Regions from separate parts of the Mus musculus genome. Here all the other regions are linked to region 3. The links are chromatin contacts, called in public HiChIP or PLAC-seq and promoter capture Hi-C maps. All regions are on one chromosome and are shown on one strand. Each heading gives the region's core, a stretch centred on a gene start, on an enhancer-like site or on the middle of the called end of the contact. The rest is flanking DNA. Distances are from core to core; before and after follow the strand shown. Region 1 overlaps Setx (senataxin). Region 2 overlaps Ak8 (adenylate kinase 8). Region 3 holds the start of Barhl1 (BarH like homeobox 1).

Region 1 (4,377 bases), core at 1,360-3,859, 240 kb after region 3:
GGGTTTGATTTGAGCCTTTGGAAGACTACTAGTACGTGTGACATATAGAAACCAACAGGAAGAGTGCTTGTGCCAATATTGCAGAGGTTGAGAGAAATGTAGGTCAGATAATCGCATTGTGAAGTAGGTACTACCAGTAAGATCTAGCATCGCATGAACAGTATCAGAACCACAGGTGACTGCTGAACATGAAAGGTGTCTTATTTCAACTGAGGAATAGTATTTTTTAGCCTTTAAAAGTTCAGTTAACAAATATAACCAAATGTGACTAATGGCTGCTAAATTGGGCAGGACAGTTGTGGACAACTTTATAAACCTCACAGACTGACTCTTAGGTTTTCACTTGGGATCTGTTCTGTTTTCCTTTAGCCCACTGGAACATTTTGCTGTTTGTTTGTAGTAGCTTTTAGCATGTTCTTTATTTCTTAGTTTCTTCTTTTGCTTTGTGTAGGTGGCACAGGAATGGCTGAGCTCTCCAAATAAAGAGAATTTCTATCAGTTGCAATTACGAAAATTTCCAGCTGACTATAAAAAATACTGGGAGTTTCTGAGTAAGTTCATATGCAACTTGGAATATATAATATAATAACTGGAAATTTTTACTTGAGAGATGCCAGGGGCTGGTAAGGTAGACCAGTGGGACGAGCATGTATAGCTTTCACCAGTAGTACAGACAGTAGCCAGTGATCATGACGACAGCCGTGTAAACTCAATCTCATTTAGCTCTTGTTACAATGAGACATTAAGGCAGAAAACATTGAGATAAAAAGAACAAATGGTCAGAAGTTTAGTTAATAAGTTCTGTAATTTTAGTGCATGTGTGTGTGATATATAGAGAAAATATGAACAGATAAAAAGTAAACTGTACATGTGACTGGATTGTTTTGTTTTTTTGAGGTAGCCTCTTCTGTGTGTGTCTCCCTGGCTGTCTTGGAACTCAATAGTAGACCAGGCTGCCCTCATTTCACAAAGATCTGCTTGCCTCTGCTTCCCTGAGTGCTGAGATTCAAGGCACACTGCACACAACACACCTGACTTTTGTACTATTAAATCAGTGAAGAGTGACAAGTAAAATACAATAGAAATGAGTGCCTCTTATATACCAAATCTATAATATATCCACGGAGATACTAGTACATTTATGGTAGAGCTGGTTTTGTAGTTGTCGAACTCTTGTGGATTGTGAGTGAAGCAAACCCTGATATTGTTAGGAAGCAGCTCTCGTGGAAGAGGGTTTATAGTGGGTTAGGTGATGAACCCGGGAACTTGGGTTGGAAGAACCAACTTTTCACATTCAAATTTTAGAGTTTACAGAAATGTAGAACTCAGACTCCACAGAGTTTTCAACAAGCCTTCTCACATGTTAAAATCTCACATACATGGAACAGTGATGGAATCAGGGGTTAGCATTGCTCTAGTACAGAGTATGAGAGAGGCCTCATTCATAACACAGCTGCGGTCCCAGTGATGCCTGTTTTCTGTCCTGGGATCCAGTCTAAAGTCCAAACATCTGGAGTTGTGCTGTCTCCTCTCAGTCCCCAGTGGTCTAGCGTAGTTCACTCCTCAGCCTGTCTTCACTGCATGTTCTTTCTACCAGTTAGTTTGTAGAACACACTCTTTGTTTCCCAGATGTTACCTTAGACTTGAGGTTTTATGCATTTGGTAAAAATAGAACAGAAGAATAGCTTTTCTTGGTGGCAACTCAGTCTGATCACTTGATTGCTGAGTATCTTCTGTGAAGTTACTGTTTTCCACAATCTGTGTTGTGCCCCTTTTTTTCTTCCCTGTTTGTTTTGTTTGTTTTTTCTTAATTTGTTTTGGGATTTTGGAATTAGAACCTAGGACCTTTGTATTCCATCACTGAGCTATATTGTAACACAGTTGAAAATTTCTTGTTAAAGATAGTTTTTACAACCCCAACTATGGTTAGGTTTATTCAGTGTTTTCCTTGTGCATGTGCGTGTGCTTGTGTGTATAGCACCTATGGGAGCCAGAGAACAACCTTAGGTTTTGAAGTAGGATCTCATTGTCCTGGAACTCACCAGTTAGGCTAGACTTGACAGGCCAGTGAGCCAGAGGGATCTCAGTCTCCTGCTTAACCATACTATATTATTTTAAGCGTGTCTCACCATGACCAATCTTTTAAAAAACAAAATGGTGTGTGTAAGGGTGTGGAAGGCAGAAGATGTTGAATTGCTAGGACTAGAGTTACAGATGGTTATTAGCTATCATGTGAGTACTGGAGGTTGAACCCATGTCCTATAAAAGAGCAGCCCTCCACTGCCCCACCTGTAACATGCCCAGCCTCTCTCTGAGAGTTCTAGGTTTGAAACTCAGGTCCTCAGTGGTTGTGAGATAAGCACTTTGCTGACCGAGCTACGTCCCTCCCCAGTCCTTTGTATGATATGTTAAAGTTACTTCTTTTAGAAGTTGAGCTCCCTCATTGAAGAGAGGGGCTTCCTACCCCACCCCACCCCCCACCCCCTGAAACATTTACTTAGGCTTCTTTAGTTACCCCTCCCTCTCCTCCTGGTTTTGTTCTTGTGAGTCTCTGGTGTGCTGTCTCTTCTTGCCGTTGTTACAGATTGTAAGAATGGAATTCTACAGTCTCTGCACTTGTGTCTTTTGCTGCTTGCATTAACATAACAATATTGATTGTTCATAGTTCTGATTGACTTGTACCATCTGCCTCATCTCCATTCTTAGTGCTCAGCTGACTCGGTTGATGTGAACCTTTTTATTGTAGTGCTTGCTTTATTTTCCTAGTCTTGTTTACTTTATATCCCTTGTGTGGAATGCCATTAGTAGCTTTAAAGTATCTTTGTGTACTTAGATCTATTTCTGAGTTTCTTGAGCCTGTGATTTTGAAATTGGAGAACACAAGAGAGAACTCTGTGGTTAAGAACCAGTAGAAAGACCTGGGCGGAGTGGTGGAGCATACCTTTAATCCCACTACTCAGGAGACACAGGCAGGAAGACAGCCTGGTCTACAGAGTGAGTTCCAGGACAGTCAGAACTACACAGAAAAATCTTATATTAAAAACAAACCCAGTAAAAAGTCAGGCCTGATGGCACATGCTATAATCCTAGCACTTGAGAGGCTAAGGTAAAGGGTAAAGGGTTCAGGGTCACAGGGAAGGAGAGAGAACTCAGTTAAAAAGTACTTGTTGCTTTTGAAGAAGATCCAGATTCTATCCCTAGTACCCATGTGGTAGCTCACAGCCATACATAACTCCAGTTCTAGAGTCCAATAGGGATGCAGGTGGTACACATATATACATCATGCAGGCCAAAGATTTATATACATAAAATGTTGGGGTTCAGGAATTGCCACACAAACCATTAAACAGCCATCTCAGTTAAGCGAGAATAGTTTATTTAATGCACACCCCAAGACTGATTTATTAGGACCCAGGATCCCAGTTGTAGTACTAGTCTGTTCTTAGGGCAGGCTTTTTAAAGGAAAAGCCAAGTTCAAAAGTAAGATGGCAAGGGTGAAGGCTTAGTACTATCAGCTGACTTTTAAGTTGATTGGTCCTAAGTGAGGTAAGAGGAGTGGTGAATGGGTGGTGAACTCAGGTCCTCTAAGAAGAGCAGCCAGTGCATGTTACTTTGTACTTTTGGAGGGTGGGGGGTGAGGGTAGAGTGGGGTTTGAGACAGGATTTCTCTGCATAGCTCTTGGTTGTCCTGGAATTCTGTAAACCAGGCTGGCTAGGATTCACGAGCTTTATCTGCCTTGAGATTAAAGGCACGTACCACCACCACCACCCAGCTGATTCCTTTACATCTCTCTAAGGCCACTTGGTGCTACTTTTCTGTGCCTGGATGTGGGGTCATCCACTGGAACCTGTGGGATCTTTTTTTTTTTTTTTTTTTTTGAGACAGGGTTTCTCTGTGTAGCCCTGGCTGTCCTGGAACTCACTCTGTAGACCAGGCTGGCCTCAAACTCAGAAATCCGCCTGCCTCTGCCTCCCAAGTGCTGGGATTAAAGGCGTGTATATACGTGCCACCATTGCCCGGCGAACCTGTGTAATCTTATCAAGTGTCCATCCTCCTAAAGAAAAGTGACCCTTCCTCCCTTATAACCATCAATTGCCTGCAACTCCTCAGCTAGTGGTGGGACCTGTGGAGCCCTCCTCCTTTCCATGCTGGACTTTTGAAGCAGCTTGATCTTGGACAGGTCATATATAGGCAACCACAGCTGCCACTGTTTGGTCTGCATCAGATTTTTACATTTTTATTGGCTTAGGTCACCCTTCCAGTATATAGAGAGAATTCATCAGGACTTTATACTTTGGAACTTAGTGCAAAGGTTTAATTTCTCGTAATTGATCTTGAAATCTGTTAAAAATTGCATAAATGCCAATTTTTGTTTC
Region 2 (4,030 bases), core at 1,120-3,619, 130 kb before region 3:
AGAGCATCCTAAAACAGGCCTCAGAGAAGAGGACGGTGAGCCCCACAACCTGAAAGCTGAAGATTTCTACCCATCCAGAGGCTGGGTGTTCATTTCTATTCTCAATGTGTGGCAGAAGCAGCCGGGGATATCTGCTCACATTGTCCCACGCTCAGGGACAGACAGAGATGAGCTGGTGCTCCTGCTTCACTCAAGGACACCTCTCTGAGACACACTAACGAACGGAGGTCAACCTGACAGTCACAATTTACCATCACAGGACCAGCAAGATGGCTCAACAGGTAAAGCCGCTTGCCACCAAGCCTGGGGACCTGTGTGATTCTGGGACCCACATGGTAGAAGGAGAGAAACGAGGTCCATAGCTTATCCACTGGCCCCTACACGTGGCCTCCTCACAGGCACTCTACACACACACACACACACACACACACATACACACACACACACAAATGTAATTTTAAAATCTTAGCTATTTAACAGGTTGTGGTTTTGTTCCTTGGTGCAGGGCCTTTACTTCGTTCAGGCTGGCCTTGAACTTACGGTGTAGATGCAGGTATAGATACGGTGTAGACCTCGGATTAAATGAGGGAAACCCTCTCATCCATCCTCTCATCCCAGACCTCTACTCTCTTCCCCAGAAGTAGTCTCTTTTAACGGTTTCTAGAGCATTCCAGAAAATTCTTCTGCATCAGTGCAAATCTATGCACTTGTCTTTCTATGAGTGGACGTGTAAGTGTGCACAGGTCAGATTCCTCTTACTTTTCTGTAACCTGGTGTCGTTGTCGTGCATGTCCTGTGAATAGCTTGGGCGGGTCTCTGTCGGACTGCTTCCTTACTTTCACTCAGCAAAGGGTGCTCTGGTCAGCGCTCTGTCTGAATATTAAAATCCCAAAATGTGTTGTCCGTGACTACCGCTGACAGGCACAGAGCTCCTGATGTGCCTAGGGGACAAAGAATCATACAACTGAACGCGGCATGTGCTCTGGAGATGGCTGTTTCCAAGAGCCAAAGGCAGTCTGGATGTTTAGGGAGGCCAGGATGCAAGGCTTGAGATAGCCTGAGTGATGGCCTGGGGCTGGCAAGTCTGCAGCCCTCCCCAGGTTCACACTTCAGCTCAGCTGGATCCCCACCCCCAGGCTCAGGCTGGAGAAATGGCTGACAGCAGGAAACTTAAACTCTAGGAAGCCTAATTGTGGCCTCGGAGCAGTGATGCAGTGACAGGTTTTAAATATGTCAGTGTTTTCTCTAGGACTGGCTGTGTACCCACAGCAGTTGCTCTGTGTGTGTGTGCGCGTGTGCCTGTGTACTCACCCTTCCCTGTGGTTCATATAGAGAGGCCAGAGGTCAGAGTTGGGTGTCTTTCTCTATTGTCTTCCATCTTCCATTTAAAATTTTTTCTTATTTGATGTGTATGGGTGTTTTGCCTGCATTTATGTCTGTGCACCATGTGGAAGCACTGCCTGTGGAGGCCAGAAGAGCGTGTTGCATCCCCTAGAACTGAAGTTACAGATGGTTGTGAGCCACCACATGGGTGCTAGAAATTGAACCTGGGTCCTCTGCAAGAGCAGCAACTGCTCTTAATCTCTGAGCAATCTCTGTAGCCCTTCCACCTAATTTTTTTTTGAGACAAGGTCTTTCACTGAACCTGGAACTGGCCATTTCAGCCAGATGGGCTGGCCAAGGAGCCTCAGAGATCTGCCTGTCCGTACCTCCCAAGCACTGGACTTACTACACGAGCCACTTTTCCATGGGTGCAGGGGATTTGAACTCAGGTCTTCATGCTGTGCCGCCCACCAAGCTGATTCTGAATTCATGTCACTAACAGATATTTAGGCATCTCCAGAGTGACCAGGACACAGACCAGCTTCCTCTTTAGGCCCCAGCACACGAGCTGATGACAGCACAGACTTCTGGAGCTGCTGCTGAGCCCAGAAGCTTATGGGAAAGAGAGATCATAGCCTGGCTGGAGAGGAAACAGGAAGGGCCGAGGGCGAGGACAGAACCAGCCCCATCCGTCTCCCTAGCTTACTCCACCACAGAGTCTCAGTTTCTTCATTTGCAAAGTGGATCAATAGTGTATGCTGGGTGACACTGTGGAGGGCTCAAATGAGGCTGAGTACATAGAGAGTGATGGATTGCAGCAATTATCCATGGAGAGCAGGATTAACCAGCAGCTCCCAGTGTAGCCCAGATCGCTCCATCAGAGAACTGGTACTACTGTATGAAGAACGAGAAATCTTTTCGCCTCGTCCTCCCACCTCCCTGGCTCTAAGACGGCAGCCATCTTTCCTCAAGCGTACTGAGTGGGTAGACAGTCCTGTGTTGGAGGAGGCAGGGCCAGAGGCAGTCCTTCCGCAGCTCCATACCCCGTCATTGCCATCCCTAGCTATGGAGATCTTTCCCCGCTAATGGCCCTAACCCCTGTGGCTGCCCTGGATTGAAATGTCAGTCACTTTAGCTGCCCCTGGACAAACGTGTTCAGTTGTCATCTGCTGAGTGCCCACGGCAACCACTGTGGCATAATAGAGACAAACACAGCACCAAACTGGAACATGATGGGTCCGGAATTATGTATTTAATTCACAGTTGGAACGGAGTGCTCATAAAATCTTGATCATGATAGAGAGGCTAATAAACACTTCAGATCATAATGATCTGGGGGTGGGAGGGGTGGCTTGGTGAAGCAGTTAGTTTTAAAGTGGTTAGAGACAGAGAAAGTCAGCCAGGCAGAACTCTCCAGACACCAATCCAAGGAGTCGTCTCCGCGGGGTTGGTAATGATCTTGAGCAAGCCCTATTCTGGGTCTGTGGATGTTAGTTTGAGAGGCACACACAGCGAGGGCTGCGCTGCTGCTTGTGGACATTGCTCTGTGCCTTATGCTGCATGGTGGCAGGTGCAGCCTGCCAGAAAGCATCCGCCTTCAACAGCCTGGAGCAGGCATCACACAGTCTGAGCCCAGAGGGCAGCCAGGGGTGGCTTCAGCTTAGCAGGCCATGTACCATGGTGTGGAGCAGGGATGCAGAGTGAGGGTGTGTGGGGAAGGGGAGGAGCTGTCCAGGGTAGAGAATGTGCTCCAAACCACTGACCTGTTGTGGTCCCTCAGGAGGCTTAAAGCTGCTGTGTTGGTGGGGAAAGCTACAGCCCTGAAGACTTAGTACAGGTCCAAATCCTGTCTTGCACATACTAGCCACATAACTTTGGGCAGCTCACTCACCTTCTCTGCAAAGTGGGGTCGATGATGAGCACCCATGGTAAAAAAGTAAGTTACGAAAACTCATTCTGAGCTCTGAAGAAGCAGGCACCCATCATGGGCACCCATCATGGGCACCCATCATGTCACGTGGCCAGAATGATGTCATTGGGAAAGGAGGCATCAAGACTGGTGAATTTGCAATTCTCCTGCCTCGACTTCCTGAGTTCTGGGATCATGGCTCTGAACCATCACACCCAACTGAGACGGTACCTGGAATCATATTCAGCAGGGTCGTTGGCATTTTCGGGTGAGGGGGCAGCTCAGGTTTGGTTGTGCTTTGGAGAGGGGCCCCTGACCACTGATCCATGAGACTGGAAGGTTTCAAAGTTTATTCATTCATTAAACCCTGACTATGCCCTATGGTAAAGTCTGTGTGCCAATAGGGCCAGCTCTGGAGATGCAAAGCCCCACCCTCCTACAAACCTCCTCCCCCAGGAACTCTCTAAGTTGTCCGAGCACTTAGCCTCTCCACAGCAGGGGTAGCTCACAGAATACAGGAAAAGCTAACCGACAAGAAGCCCAGGAAGTTCAATGTCTCTGACACATGACAACAATCTGTTAGATAGTTTAGGCAGTTAACTCTAACCCAAATGTTGTGGTTCCCCCAAGCAAGTGCTGAGCCACGTCAGCTGGACCAAGGTGTTGATTAAAGATCAGCTTAGGTCAGAAGAGATGGTTCAGCTTTGAGGATTTCGCCTTTCAGTTGTGGGAGAGAGAAACAGACAGTGACTGGGAAAATGTCAGCCCATCATGTGAGACCCTCAGAGCTGGCAGAGA
Region 3 (3,913 bases), core at 5-2,504:
TCACTTTTTAGAACCCACCCACCCCGCTTTTCCCCTTAGTTTCTTACCTTTGTACTCAGAGTCTGATGAAGCGCTGCTGACACTTTTGTCCAGCTTGTCTCGAAAGTCCTCCCCGGCCTTGGCCGCAAGGCGGCCCCCAGGCTCAGGGGCTGCAGGCTGCCCACTGCTAGAGTAGGGTGCACAGGCCGCGAGAGGTTTGCAGTCAGCAAGGATGTCCCTGATCAGAAAGGAGGAGGTGACAGTTCGCGACTGGGCTGGGGCTGAAAGCTGCCCCGGTTGCAGGTGAGAGTCCAAACCTGGGCCAGATGCTGCACCAGGCCGCGAGGTACTGGTCTCCAGACAGTCTCTTCCGGGCGAGGCTGGTGAAGAGCAGTCGCTACTGCTCTCTGAGCGTGGACTCAGCTCCAGGGGTGAACGGCAGTCCCCAAGCAAGGGGTCCCCCTTGGGAAGGGCGGGGCTGCCCGCTCGGTGGGAGAGAATGGAGTCAATCCCAAAGCCATTAGAGCCTTCCATAGCCAAGCTGCAACCTGTCCTCCCCAAAAGCTCCCCACCCACCCCCAACCCCAGCCGCCGCTGCCCCTGCCCCTAGCTGCGGGCTGGCATGGGGAAGGCGGGCAGGGAGCCTGTGGGCACCTTGGACGGAGTTCAGCCTTGGGGGAGCCCGGGAGCTCTGGGCCAACCTCCTCTGCGCATTACATCCAAAAGGGCTCAACGCGTCTTCTGCAGCACCGCGCCGAGCCGCCGAGCCGAGGGGGGGTGGTGGTGGGAGTGTCAGGAGGAATGGGAGGAGGGCGCGCCAAGTTGGGGAGAGCCAAAGGGTAGAAGAACGGCCCGAGGATCCCTTAGGCACAGAAGAAACACGAGGTTGATGGAATCTGAATAAAGATCGTCTTTTGAAAAAACAAAATCCAAACCGCACGCTTCCTCCAGGCAAACGGTAGCCCAGGGCAGGGGTCAGCACGGCCGATAGCAACCGGCCGGGGCCGCGTTACGGGCAGGCAGAACAGAGCGCACCTGGAGGCCTCAGCACCGCGGACAGCGACAGCGGCCCCGGGATCGAGCAGCCCCACCTGGCCCCGGAGCTCCTGCTCGGCCCCGCCAGCACCGTGGACAGCGCCCTGCGGCTCCCACCGCAGCTCTCACCTGTCCTCCGCGCGCGCCTTCGCCGCCACCCCCACTTCCTTTAAAAAAAAAAAAATCGAACTTGGGTCACTTTTACTTTAGGACTGGCTTTTTTGTTGTTGTTGTTGTTTCTCTCTCTCTCTCTCTCTCTCTCTCTCTCTCTCTCTCTCTCTCTCTCTCTCCTTTTTTTTTTTCGTTGTGTTGTGTTTTTTTTTTAAAGGGGACTCACCCACGTGTCCCCGGAGTGATGACGCTGATTGGTTCGGGCCGATTTTGGGGGTGATGTCACGTCTCTACAACCCGCGGCCCGATTCTTTTCCAGTTTGATTAAAAGAGACACTGAATTAATTACAGCACAGACCTAACTATTTACCGGCGATTTCCACACAGTTTGCTTTCATTAGGTCAGCGATGACGCCTCTAATGAAGATGATTAGCCAAGGGGGGCAGGGACCGACCGGTGGGAGGAGGGCCAGCTGGGCTGCGTGGCCTGGAGTTTGGATGTTGGGCCTTGAAAGCCTTCTCCTGAGCTTGTCCACAATTATTCCAACTACTTGACCGAACCGGGATCCTATCTACATCCCCTTTCTTCCTCCTAATTTCCCTTCCTCATCCCACAAAATGGCAGCATAACCCAGTGGAGAAAAGACGTGGATGTGTAGGGAATCCTTTTCCTAGTACAAGAAGCATTTAAAATTTTATTTTCAGGGTGTTTTGCTTGGGTTCTAGGTCTCTTCACTCTCTCTCTCTCTCTCTCTCTCTCTCTCTCTCTCTCTCTCTCACACACACACACACACACACACACACACACACACACGCCATGTAGAACACCACAATTCTCTCCTTGCCTCTGGGCCTACTGGGCCTGCAGAAGGTTAGGACTGATGTCTTTTGGAAAAGAGACCAGAGTGAGGCCTAATTCGGAGGCGAGAGCTGAACCGTGGGAAAGATCAAGTCTGGAGCGTTAAGGGGACCCACGGATTTGACTGTGGCCTGAGCGAGGCGGCACAAGAAACAAGGCAGTGACCTCTTCATCCCCAGTCAGTGGCCTCTCTAGGGCGTATGTCCTGAGAAGCTAGTGTTTTTTGGATAAGTGTGTGTGTGTGTGTGTGTGTGTGTGTGTGTGTGTGTGTGTGTGATGTACCTTTAGACAGGACAATGCAAGTTCTGAGCTAGCACGAGGATGTCTAAGGCCGACCGTGGATAGCCTGGACTCTTCTTTCAAGGCAGTGCTAAAAATGAAGATTGGGACTTTCCCTCTTCGCCCTCCGGACCGCGCTCTAGTTCCGCTCCTTTGTGGGATCAGCCACTGCTAGTGCAGGGGCCCCGGTCTCCAAGTAGCTGCAACGGGTCAGGGGCCTGGATTCTCTGGGCTCAGCTCCAGGGTGGACGGTGCCCTGGTCTGCGAGAGAGCGGAGTTGCGCATCTGGGCAGCAGGGGCCCCGCGGCTCGCGGGGAGTCCAGACTTTCCTCTTCGGCTCGCCCCTAACCCTCGTTCTTGGCCCCTGGGAAACTATCCGTGGCCCGCGTCCGGCTCGGCGACCAAGGCCGCCGTAGAATCGTTCAGCGCCGCAGCCCGCAAACGCGATCTCGGCCGGGAGTGGCCCCTCGAAGCGAGCAAAACGGAAACTTTGTCCTCTGCCGGGATGGGCCAGCGGTGGCCTCGCGCCCGGCTCCCCGCGCGCTCCCTCTGCTCCGGTCGGCAGATTGGAAGCGGCCGGGCTATCGGCCGGGCTGGGAGCGAGGGCCCGCTGCTCCCGGGGGACTGCGGGTGGAGCTCGGCTGCAAGCTGTCGGGGAGGCGGGAGGGCGGGGGCCCCGGCCGGAGCTCGGCGGCCCCAGCGCTGGGCGCCTCCCGCTGGGCCTTGCCTGTCTTTCTTTTCAATTTGGTGGATGGGGATGCGGAGTCGTCATAAATCACCATGAGCGAGATGTCTTGGGGCCTTCCCTGCCAGCCTCCAGCTTGGGCTTCTCTGCCGCTGCAGGAGGGTCTCTATCCGGTCGCCCACACCTCTGCTGCTTCTCACCTTATGAGGACTCATTTTTCGTAGCACCCTAGGTCCACATGAGTTGCAGATACCTCACTCTTTTGGGACCTGTAAGCATTATAGTCACGGCCGGCAAAGAGCTGCGGTCTCCGTCTCTCTAGATGTGTCTCCAGCCTCCTCGGCCTCAAGGGTTCCTAGCAGCTCCTGCCTCGGCCAGTTTTCTAAGTCTTATTCTTGGGCCGAGATCTCAGTCCCAGCAAAAGAGAAAACCAGAAGAAAAGAAAAGAAAAAAAAAAGTGAAGCCGATAGTCTCACAGATCAGAGCCCGAGAAAGCAGAGAGGACAGTTCGAGCCTTCTCAGGGCAGGGAGAAAAATAAACCAGGCTAGAACCCAACCTCTTGCAGCGCGAGCTGGCTTCTCTATACTTCTCAGAGGCCCAAGGACATTTAACAGCTGGTTAATATAACGTTATTAGCACTGAATTATTGTAATCTATAGAAATTCAAAACATGCTGCGTGGGTTGTTTCGTTTGAAATTTAGGGTATAGCCCTTTCTCATGTGCTTGCTCTTTTCCAACTTAGGGCATTGACCTGAGAGGTACTCCACCACACACCCCCGCCCCCCCCCCCCAGCCTCCATTATCTGGCAGGCTCTTGCATCTTCAGCCTGTCTGAAGCAGCCCGGGTGAGTGTGTGGCTCAACTGGCCTTGTGCTTATCTGGGAAGGAAATAGGACTGGAAATTTTTATCAAGTGGTCCAGAGAGCCTGGATCCAACCCACTCTTCAACAAGAAAGCCTGGTT

Evidence for each region. Promoter capture Hi-C pulls out the DNA fragments that hold promoters and counts their contacts. HiChIP or PLAC-seq counts read pairs in DNA pulled down with a chosen protein or histone mark.
Region 1: a promoter capture Hi-C map of embryonic stem cells shows a contact between it and region 3, with 3 times the contacts expected there. The contact joins the enhancer-like site here to the promoter of Barhl1 in region 3. A contact is called at or near these places in 10 of 39 promoter capture datasets (the 3T3-L1 cell line, the SN4741 cell line, cranial neural crest and 5 more), 1 of 15 datasets of contacts at CTCF or cohesin (large pre-B cells), 2 of 484 Hi-C or Micro-C datasets (the HPC-7 cell line and embryonic stem cells), 2 of 115 datasets of contacts at active chromatin or transcription factors (both in embryonic stem cells) and 3 of 9 other capture datasets (adipose tissue, liver and pancreatic islet).
Region 2: an H3K4me3 HiChIP or PLAC-seq map of bone marrow-derived macrophages shows a contact between it and region 3, with 2.6 times the contacts expected there. The contact joins the enhancer-like site here to the promoter of Barhl1 in region 3. A contact is called at or near these places in 10 of 39 promoter capture datasets (the 3T3-L1 cell line, 3T3-L1-derived adipocytes, embryonic stem cells and 6 more), 1 of 484 Hi-C or Micro-C datasets (rod photoreceptor), 7 of 115 datasets of contacts at active chromatin or transcription factors (bone marrow-derived macrophages, embryonic basal ganglia, embryonic forebrain and 4 more) and 4 of 9 other capture datasets (adipose tissue, embryonic stem cells, liver and 1 more).

What each region holds. Positions count from the first base shown.
Region 1 is chr2:29,149,557-29,153,933 of GRCm38.p6, forward strand. Setx (senataxin) reads left to right here. Exons shown (of 26, transcript NM_198033.2): 11 at 452-551. Among named protein-coding and RNA genes, the nearest start is that of Setx, 27 kb to the left of the region's middle. Within about 2 kb of position 2,610, at least 5 of the 459 cell types and tissues checked have an H3K27ac peak or open chromatin away from gene starts, as enhancers often do. A contact at or near this core is called in embryonic stem cells, where this site is marked.
Region 2 is chr2:28,784,427-28,788,456 of GRCm38.p6, forward strand. The region is part of intron 11 of Ak8 (adenylate kinase 8); the gene reads left to right. Among named protein-coding and RNA genes, the nearest start is that of Mir3088, 53 kb to the left of the region's middle. Within about 2 kb of position 2,370, at least 13 of the 459 cell types and tissues checked have an H3K27ac peak or open chromatin away from gene starts, as enhancers often do. A contact at or near this core is called in bone marrow-derived macrophages, where this site is marked.
Region 3 is chr2:28,915,167-28,919,079 of GRCm38.p6, forward strand. It overlaps Barhl1 (BarH like homeobox 1), which reads right to left and starts at 1,255. Exons shown (of 3, transcript NM_019446.4): 1 at 48-1,255. The coding sequence starts at 513.